Linked DNA regions of Anas platyrhynchos: region 1 is linked to region 2. The links are chromatin contacts, called in public Hi-C maps. All regions are on one chromosome and are shown on one strand. Each heading gives the region's core, a stretch centred on a gene start, on an enhancer-like site or on the middle of the called end of the contact. The rest is flanking DNA. Distances are from core to core; before and after follow the strand shown. Region 1 has its middle 10 kb from the start of WDR4. Region 2 overlaps LOC101798015 (cystathionine beta-synthase).

Region 1 (5,188 bases), core at 796-3,295, 83 kb before region 2:
AGGTATTACCACCGTATTATCAGCAGGTATTATCACCATAATGTGGTGAGCTGCTCTCCTTGCACACGAATATGTTCCCGGCTTTACAGGGGTCACATCGAGTCTGGATTTGAATTTTTATTCCTTTTCTCTAAACAGGGTAAGTAGTACTTGTCTCTTGTGGCAACAGTGTATGTGTGTTAGTAGATGAATGTAAATTTATGTAATGTGGCTGAGACATCTCAAAACCTGTGTCAGTGTAAAGGGAGAACACCATCTTCTTCTGCTGAAGGTTCTGGCATCCAGGTTCTGCAGTAATTAAAGCTATATAAAATATAAGAGAATCTCACGGGGCCGTTACTAATGATTTATACTACACTGATTACACTTTGAGAAATAACTTACTTCTATGGCTAGAATCACTTGAATGTTATTTAAACGTGTGGGGAAAAACAGCATAATGGTAAAATCAGCTCCTCGTGCTAATTGTTCAGTGGGACTGCTGCTGTTCCCGCTTATTTTTTTCCATAATTAACATGGCTGCCCAGCTTCACTCTTGCTCTGCAGAAAATGTGAGGCATGAGGCACTTCTCAATATACGTTATCAGCAGTTGCAGTTGGTCTCAGTAAATTTTGTATTTCCATCCTATTAGTAACAGTCTTCTGCCCTCTGGGAAAGCTGCCTTGATGACCACCAGCTGTTGTGGGTTTGGTTCCATTTTGGCTTTTTGTTCATTTTGTGTTTTTTTTGGTGTTAATTGGTCTTCGAGCAGTTGTACTTGCAACAGCTCCAGCGTTTTCCATCACCTGTCTGTATTCTTTCAAGCAGCAGAATATGCGAGATCAAAGGGAACGTGGAGTCAGCGTTAGCAGCCTATCTGGCTAGTGGGCATGAATCCCTGGGTGCAATTACTAGAACAGCTATTTTATGCTCAGACTTGGCAAAAATATGGTCAGAAGGATCAAGAGGCCTACATCAATCCGCTGCTCCGAGTTTCGAGTCAGAAACCTCTGGCGAGCGGTTTTATTGTCCCGTAAAAACTAAAAAGCATATTACTGACTCCAGCTATGAAATTTAAAATCAGCAAAAGCATAAATCCGCGTGCTGAGGAATAAAGAGCAGAGAGTCACTCGGAGCCACGAGTGGCAGCGCGTACGCTGCACTTGTAAAAGGGCAAGAAATCTGCCGTCAGCGTTAAAAAGATGAAAGAATGAGGAAATGGCTCTTCGAAACGAGCTCCCTGACACTTCCCTCATGAAGGGCCCAGCGGAGGGCCGCGCTCAGGCTGCTGTGCTGTCGTGCAGCAAGGCGAGCCCTGGCGTTTCGCTCTGTGCCGGTGCCGAAATGTATTCCTGCTCGCTTGTTTTGTGATGACAGGAGGAGGCTGCGAGCTGTCAGAGGGAATTCAAACAGTGGAAGCAAAAATCAGAGGCTGCCCGCTAATATGCTGATGTGTTGGCGGAGTCTGCTCGCGGTAGCTGTGATCGCTCGCTGCTCCCAGTCGCCTCGCCTGCTTTTTATTTCTGAGGAGGGCTGGTGTTATAAACACGGAGTTAACCAGCTAAGGAGTGGGTTGAAACTGAAGTCTCTTGTTTTCACCCGTTTCCTACGCTTTCCTGAGCTGGATTTGTAGCAGTACTTGAACCCGTATCAAGATGAGGCCTTTTGCTAGCCCTTTTTCATAGCTATAGGAAAAAAAATTAGAAAAAAAAAAAAAAAAAGATGAATGCCTTTTGTATCAGTGCAACCCTATCTGAGTGTCTGGTGGTGGTCGTAGCCACACCTCTAAAATCGAGCTGGAATGTAAGGTCAAGGAACTTCATAACCTTTCTGGTACACGCGGTGCGTGTCTCGCATGCGTTTTCTTCAGTGAACAGCCCGACTGCCCTGGCACGGGGGGATAATATAAGGAAGGGCACAGCACAGGCTTTTCCCCACCGTTGTGTTTCCCTGGACTTCAAGGAAAAAAGCTTCGTTTTTTGGTGCTTGACTCCTATCAGCTGGCATCGTGTCTGAGTCATGAGCTAACATTTAAATTCCAGGCAGGATGTGATACAATATGCTCTTATGCTGCGATGTTATGAGAATGAGTGGCTTTGTCTTGCTGTGCTCGGCACTTGTCAGATGCAGTCAGGAACCGTGTTTTAAAGAATGTGTAATCCAGGATATTCACATAATTCCTGGAAACCCTCACATGCGAAAGAAAGAACCCGAGTCACGGCACAGGCTTTGTGAAAAGCAGCTTTATAGAATCAGCGTAACTTCACAAGTGGGGTTTTCAGTGTAGATGGTGTGTTACTGTGGGAGTACACGAATATCCAGAAAGGGAATTCACTAACTTCTCATTAAAAACATGAAACTCCTACTTGCCTTGTTCAAGGGAGTGATTTTTTTAACCTCAAATCCTCTGAATCTCTTCTAGCATAGCAAACAACTTTCCTGCTAATAAAATTGCTTTCAATTATTTCCTTGCACATGGATCCTTCAAAATTCATTTATGAACTGGACAGCAGTTGAAAACCCAAAATCCGAGGTCCAAAAGTAGTAATGAAAGCAGAGCTTGAGCTGATCACTTCAGGTATTGTAAAGTCAAGGGGTTTTTTGGCTGTCCTTGTGCCTCCTCTGGCATCCAGTCATGGTAACCAGTGCAGTCTACAAGGCCATCTGCAAGATTATTTTAAATTTGGAAGATGAGCCTTTTAGCTGGTCCACCTACAAATCTTCCAATGCATGTCCGCAGCTTTCAACAAAACATGCTCAATGCAATTGAGCAAATGCAAAAAAATGCAATTGCTCTGGTTGCCTGTAAACTCAGGGGCCATAAAATACCTGCCTTTAGTTTTTTCTCCCACCACATGAGATGCTGCTGGCAAAGCTACTTGTACAATTACGTTGTCTACATTTACATGTGAAGAATAAACAGTGAGAAGTTTGAAGGCTCTGAAGATAGTTCTTCCTTTAGCTGCTCATGGTGATGGGAACATGAGTTAAGGAGAGTCTTGAGGCTGTCCGAGTCTGCTGAAGCAGACTGCTGTAGCAGAGTGGGACTTTTCAGCTTTTTGCTGATCAGAGTGCTGCAGCTCACAAAAGGGCTCTGGTGGGATTTTGTGGTCTTTGTGGCTTTGGGGATGCTTGTGAGAGCAGCCATTTGTCTGTACCGAATGATTTTATTTGCTGGTGGGCCCAGTCAGTGACTATTCCTGTCCTGTGAGAAAGGTAGTAGAAAACATGCACGTGCTATCCTGTAGGATCATAACCTTAAAATCATGGCAATTGAGGTTGGAAGTGACCCCTTGAGATGATCAGTCCTCTGCTCTGCAGCAGGTGCAATTAGATCACGTTGTCCTGGGCCCTGGCTGGCTGAGTTTTGAGTATCTCCAAGGTTGGAGCTCCCATCGTCTCTCTGGTTACCTCCAGCGTTCCAACATCATCACAAATTAAAACAACAAGACACAGCTAACAACAAAAAAAAAAATCCCAAGCCATCCCATCGTGAGAGTTAACTGCAAAATAGAGTAAGAGGGACGCAGCTCTGTAAATCTGTCGCCCCACAGAATACAGCCTATGGGCTGTGTGTTAACTCCTTCCTAAGGCTCCCAGAGCCCCTGCCAGGTATCTGAGTTAAAATTAGTGCCTAAAATTCTTAGCAGCAGTCTCGGTTTCTCCAGTCTGACATGCACTTCAGCTGGCAGTACCCCTTTCCAAATCTGAGTGTTTTGTCAAGTCTGGAGAGTTCCTAAAGCAGTTAATAACCAGTTAGTTAGAAGTGACCTAATTAGGATTATTCGCGCTTTCTGGTTTTGTTGGTTGGGTCTTTGACGTGTTTTCTCTTTCTGTCTTATCTCCCCCCATCATTATGAGGTGCTTATGGTATTACACTTTGCTGTTTGCAGAGTGGAGACGGATACACTTGGTTTCCAAAATCTATGACAGCATGTTTCCAGCCCCGGAGAGGGAACATGCAAGCCAAGACACCTTGTACTAGGCAAATGCCATTGCCCTCTATCAAAGGAGGGGGCAACACTTACTTTTCCCTGGGGATTTGGAAAAGGACTTGAAAGAGCCACCCCTTTGAGCTTTCATGTCTCATTTTCATGCGCTCTTTTGTCCTAGAAGCATCTCCTATGCTTAATTTAGTTTAAAATCGTGCCAGACCAGACCTTTCTAAACTGTACTGACGCTTCCCCAGCTCCCCTGGGGTGTCCTTAAAAGTGGCCTATATTCTGTTATACTAGGACGGGGATAATTGTGAGGAAAGAAATTCAGACGATAGAAAACAGAAGGCTAACGTAGCAGCTGGGAGCAAGGATGGCCCTTATGGCTCAGGTGTGGGGCTGGCTCCGGGTTCGTTTGCGAGACCCCTGGCTGCCGGCGTAACCTTTGGCAAGTCGCATCAGCTCTTGGGTTCTCGGCGTCGTTTTATAGATGAGGAGTTAGTGGTCCCAGCTTTCTCTTTGTTCCTCATGTCTATTTACAGAGCAACTCGGACTGAAAACTCATAAGAAAATAAAGTGTTGTTTTTTTTTGTTTTTTTTCCCTGCGTCTTCTATGTCGAGCACGCGTATTGTTTAGAAACTCTGAGCTAATTCAGGTTCTCCCAGGAGACGCGGTGCTTGTTAAAACGTTGACAAAAATATGCTACAGATAGCCTACACAGAAATGCCAGCGATTCTGAAATTGCATTTCAGGCAATGGCAAGGCCGTTTAGATACAAAAAAAAAAAAAAAAAAAAAAAAGCTTTATGACTGTTCCAAATACAACTTCCAAATAGTGGAAGACTGTTAACAGACGGGAAAAATTGGGGAGGTATCCAAAACCAGCAATCCACCCTGGTGAGAAATCCAGCTGCTGGGAAGTGGAATGGTGCTGGAATTCATACCAGGTTGTTGTCTCTGGACACCAGTCAATGGCCTCCATCTTTTATATCGCCCTCCCATTAGCAATACGGATCCGGTGGTTTTAAACTCTTTTTCTCTTGGTGGCTGAGCAAGCAGAAGGAGCTTTTTCTCTTGGGTCCTGAGGAAGCTTTCCAAAGCTGTTGTCCAGAGGAGGGACACCACGGCTCTGCCCTGCTCCTGAAGGTGGCTGTGGGGCAGAGACAAACCCACCAGCCTGCCCTTCCTCCAGCTGGTTGCCTCCTGCTGGGCCCTCAGCTGCTCACCTTCACAGCCTCCCTCTGCTCTGAGCATCCTTAGGACTCTTCCCCGA
Region 2 (5,010 bases), core at 1,256-3,755:
CCTGGTCCAGAATGTGCGAGTTTGGGATTTCACTTTTCAGCTTCCAGGCAACGCGAATGTTGGACTCCGGGGCATCGAAGCGGGTGCAGGGGGTCCTCACGATTTCAACGCCCAGCGCCTTCAGGATATCGACCTTTTGGAGGGAAGAAAGGAGATGTAGGGCAACCAATCCCGTGTGGCGCTGGTAATCCGAACCCACGCACCCATGGCAGCATCAGATGCCAGAGCAGCTTCGCATGCGGGAGACATTTAGCATTTGGAGCTGCAATGCCCAGCACTTGGTTATGTACCACCTCTGACATCCTTCTGGCACCCAGCGCCTCCTGGCTGGAGCTGGCACACGGGTTCCAGCCTGGCCTCGTGCCCTGTCCTACTTGGGGACAGGCTGGGGACATGGAGGAGGTAGGTGACACTGTGCTGCTCTGCTCCATGGCACCTGGGGAAGGGGCAGAGGGAAGCAGGGCAGGGAGCAGTATCGGGGAAGCAGCTTTTGTATGTGCTGTGGTCTAAGCGGGCAAGGAGGAGGTCTCAAAGCTCTCCTTACCCTGAGTCCCCTTGTGGGAAGGAGCAACTCCCATAAATCTGCGGGTATTAATACACTGAGAGGTGTGGCTGTTGGGGCGAGAGGGTGTCAAAGGAGAAGGGGGGCTGAGTGCCACCACTTCTGGAGGCAAAGCCCGCGGCAGCTGCACGTGGCATCTGATCCAGAGCGAGCTTAAGTGAGATTTAGGTTGAAATGAGGGCGGTGCTTTGGAGAAGGGCTCTGTTCTGAGCCAAGTCAGGGGCCAGGGCTGGCTTCACTGGTGGTTGGGGGACAGTTGGACCAGGTGATGCTGGAGGTCTTTTCCAACCGTAATGGTTCTGTGATTTTATGAGCTCAGCTGAACAGTTTGTGAGACTTTTGCTCCCCACAGTGGTGATTTCTGCCATCCCCAGGGCAGCAGTTTCACCTGATCATCAGCTCTTGTGCAAAAAGGACTTACGTCCACCAGCTTGAGAGCGCATCTCAGAGAACCTTAAATGTCTCTCAGTTAAGGGAAATTGTAGCATGATGGAGAGCATCTCAGCGTGCTTTTTTGTAGTACCCTACAGAGCTCTGACCTTTTCCATGCTCATCTTCTCCGGCAAGACGACGATGCAGCGGTAACCTTTCACTGCAGCTACCAGTGCCAGCCCGATTCCTGGGTTGAGAGGAGGAAAGGGAAGCGTTTGACAACAGCATTTTGGCAAGGCCCACCGACACGCGTGCTCTCTCCTGCTTCCCACGTGCCTCTCTCCCACTGGTGAACACCACGTGGGCATTTTCACCAAGCTACACCTGAGGGCACCCTCCGTGAGTCCTCTGGGATGTCCCTGCGGGGGATGGATGGAGCCACACGGGGCATTTGGAGCAGCGTGTCCCCACAGGAGGGCACGGGGAACACTTGCAGGGAAAGTGGTGCTGCCCCAGGAACGGCAGCAGCGTGGACGACCTCTGGAGCAGTGCCCAGGGCACAAAAAAGCTTTCACCAGGGGTCCTGTGCAGGCTGCACAAAGCAGGGATATTCCTCTGCTGTCCCTCGACCTTCCCCACAATCTGGTGCCTGAGCAGGATGACTGTGACAATGGGGGGAAAACAAAACAAAACAAAACAAAACAAAACAGATTTATCTTCCAGCCCATCAGGGAAGCCCTCTGTGGGAACCTCTGAATATTCAAGATCTTCCCATGCAGAAAGCAGGTGGGGTTGCCCCAGCCCTCAGGAATTTCAGGATTTCAGCCATGAGACATCTCCGCACTCAGAGGCTGCCAGGAGGGAGGGAGGCGAGCTGAGGTGAGGACAGAGCCGAAGCCACAGTGCCTCAGGCTAGGTGGGAAGGAAAGCACATTGCCCTGGGGAGGTGCAGGCAGCTCGGGCTGTTCCCAGCTGTAAGGACTCCTCAGATCTCTGTGCCAAGCCCTCGGAGGTGCCAGGCTGGATGGGGCACACCAACATTTCCTACCCGTGTTCCCCGAGGTGGGCTCGATCAGCGTGTCTCCCGGCTTGATGATCCCCGCTCTCTCCGCGTCCTCCACCATCCTCAGGCTGATGCGGTCCTTCACGCTGCCCCCCGCGTTGAAGTACTCGCATTTTGCCACTGGGAAGCAAAGGTCAGGCTCCATCAGGGACAAGCTGGGGGCACCACGCTGCCTCGCGGGCACTTTTGGGGTGCGAGTCTCTTAGTTGTAGGGGAGGCAACGCCATCAGGCTGACAAACCACCCAGCTCCGTGAGCAGCCAGAGCAATGGGGGGGAATCTCAGTGATTATCACTGCATTTTATAACGCAGACTGCCAAAACTTCAGCTACACAGACGGCCTCAAAGGCACGGAGATGACAAAGTAATTGCATCTAATCTTAACTGCTTCCTCAGGGCTGCAAGCCTTCGTTTCTTTGCTGGGCACGAGGCTCTGTGCTGACCCACACACAGCTCAGGAACACGCAGCTGCTGTGAGTATCCTAATTCTCCTTCCCTTGCTGCACCATGGGAGGGAGACACCACCCCAGAAAATGGGGCTCTGTCTCGTTCCCTGGCTTGCCCAGTTCTGTCTGCACCAAATAACCCCCAAGAGCTTGCCCCAGCCAGACACTGTCCAAGGGGAAGGCAGCTTCAGAGAGCACAGATCTCTTCATGAGGACATGTGCCCTGGGGAGGCTGCTTACCCTCGGGGCTCCCTACAGCCAAATAAGACTGTAAGTGCCTGCTGTGCTGTTTTATGGGGTGCGAGCACTAGCCAAGTCTCTCCTTCCTACACCGTGATGTGAAACTCATGAACCTTGATGCCTCTGAGACCTCTCTCTTTCTTTCCAGATGGCTGAAATTAAACGGGGTTAAAAGATATAGGAAAGGAGACTGAGAAGTCCATATAACAGAAGCAGACTAATTGCATCATGCTTATTCTGCAGGACAGCAGGCTAAAAACCCTTGTGTGAGCTGTCACTCCTGCCTCAGAGGCAGTGAGAGAGGACTTGAGCCCTGCTGGAAAACCTGGCACGCTGGTGACCGATACACCCAGCTGCCTGCAGCCCCTGCTCTTCTGCCTCCAGCTGCGCTTTGGGATCGTCCCCGGGGGAAGCAGAAAGTGAAATCCCTGGGGGCAGTGCCTGGCCCAGCTCCAGCTCAGCCGGCAGGACACACACCTGTCCCTCCCCGTCTGCTCTTGCTCTCCACTGAGCCTCTTCTGAAGCCCCCACTGATGCTGCCCCTCAACCTCACCTCATGGCCCGGAAAAACCTGGTGGAAAGGGGAAACTCACAGAGCTCACACTTGAGCCCATAGGACTTCCCGATCTTGTTGACTCGGACCATTGGGGTACAGCCAATTTTCTTCAGGATGTTGGGCAAGATCTTTGTTTCTTCTGGTCTGTATGAAAGGATAAAAAAAAAAAAAAAGCCAAATCAGGGCAACTTTTTATGCAACATGAACCAAGATAAAACCTGAGTAAGGTTACAGCAAGACCACCAAGAGACTCCTTTTTTCAAGAGAAGAGATTTCCTTTGACAGGTAATGTCAAAAGGAGCTGGTTGTGGTCTTCCATCACTTACCATCAGTTATTTATTCCTTTATGTAAAAAATAATGTAGTTATTTTTCAGGGCTGTTCTGAAATGCCTTGCTCTACAAGACCTGAGGGCAGATGTGTAATTAAGTGAAGTGAGAACAGTAAACAAGCCTCAGGATCTCACACAGTTGGTGAGAAAGCCAGCAGACCATGCACAACACGTGCCTCTTCTTTCCTCCATCCAACCCAACACAACCTCTGCTGTTCATATTTTCATCCATCTCTACATCAACCTTTTCAGTCTCTAACTATCTAACAAGCAGGGGTCTCTCTCAGCAAGGTCTGCTCACCAGCATCAATCGACTGCTGCATTTCAGAGCAGGAAGGGCCACCACCTGGTCTGGAGAAGATACTGTGCTGAATCCTGCCTGAATTTCATGCGTGAACCTGGCAGCTTTTTCAGCCAAGGACTTGTCACACTCTCGGTGTTTGCCAGCGTGTGCCCACAATACAGAAACCAAACACCAGTCTGGATGCTGCCTTTCACAGATCTGCGCAGCCCAGCTGTGCTCATCCAGAAGCCACGTCCGCGGTGACACATCTCAGCTTCACCTGGGGCAAGGCAGCAGTGCACCTTTGCTTCCAGCACAGCCTTGTTACACACAGCTCAGAGCTTTGCCCCGCTCCTGTGGGCTGCGTTGTTAATTCTGCTGTGAAGCAGAGGACTCTGGATTTTTTTTTTTTGGCAAATAATTAAACTGAGTTCTTGGATCAAGGCAATTCAGCCTCGTGGTTTTGTTGGTCTCTGTCGGATGCCAGCAGAAGCCAAGAACCACGTCATAGCGATTGCAACCAGAACGAAAAAGCCTTGTTTGCCCAACACATGGCTGAACGCATCCTGCCACGCAGACAGGGAGCTGGTGTCCTTGAACTTCTTAAAAGAAGGAGGAAGAAGATTGATGAGGGCCGTGTTTATTGGGGCCACAAATGTATTGCCCCTGGTCGATAGTCAGCACGTCTCTCTCCGAGCGGGGTGACAAACCCCCACCCCCTCGCCGCTCAGCTCCCCTTTGCACGGCTCTTGCCCACTATCATCCCTTGAACCTTGAACCCAAGTTATCCTGGTCTGCTATCGCGGCCAGGCAGATGGCTGTCTGCTGACAGAAGGGCCATGTGATGCAGGGATGACATGCTGAGTTACTTAATGACACACACACGCACCTCCCCTCCGGGTTTTGCAAGAAGGGTATAGACGCTTCTTGCCCTGCGAGGGGACAGGGTGGCGTTGCAGTGCAGACGTTTACATCGCACGCCCAGAAATGATGGCACATTGCACGTGTGCTCTTGCCTCTCCCTCTGTGTTACCTCTGCTGAGTGCTGGTAAATTTGGGGCACTAACTCAATAAATGAGCTTTCCCCACAGCTGAGCCATTTTCCATCTGCCCTAAAAGCGGCTGAAATGCTCAGTGGTTCCAGTGGGGCCAAGCCATG

What was found. Hi-C and Micro-C count contacts between places; a contact is called where the count stands out from the background.
Region 1: a contact with region 2 is called in a Hi-C map of skeletal muscle, with 3 times the contacts expected there. The contact joins two enhancer-like sites. A contact is called at or near these places in 3 of 8 Hi-C or Micro-C datasets (liver, skeletal muscle and small yellow follicle).

Annotation. Positions count from the first base shown.
Region 1 is chr1:125,451,033-125,456,220 of IASCAAS_PekinDuck_T2T, reverse strand. No RefSeq gene overlaps it. Among named protein-coding and RNA genes, the nearest start is that of WDR4, 10 kb to the left of the region's middle. Within about 2 kb of position 2,045, at least 2 of the 8 cell types and tissues checked have an H3K27ac peak or open chromatin away from gene starts, as enhancers often do.
Region 2 is chr1:125,368,471-125,373,480 of IASCAAS_PekinDuck_T2T, reverse strand. It overlaps LOC101798015 (cystathionine beta-synthase), which reads right to left. Exons shown (of 18, transcript XM_027448717.3): 4 at 3,276-3,382; 5 at 1,983-2,117; 6 at 1,102-1,181; 7 at 2-133. Among named protein-coding and RNA genes, the nearest start is that of U2AF1, 65 kb to the right of the region's middle. Within about 2 kb of position 2,505, at least 2 of the 8 cell types and tissues checked have an H3K27ac peak or open chromatin away from gene starts, as enhancers often do.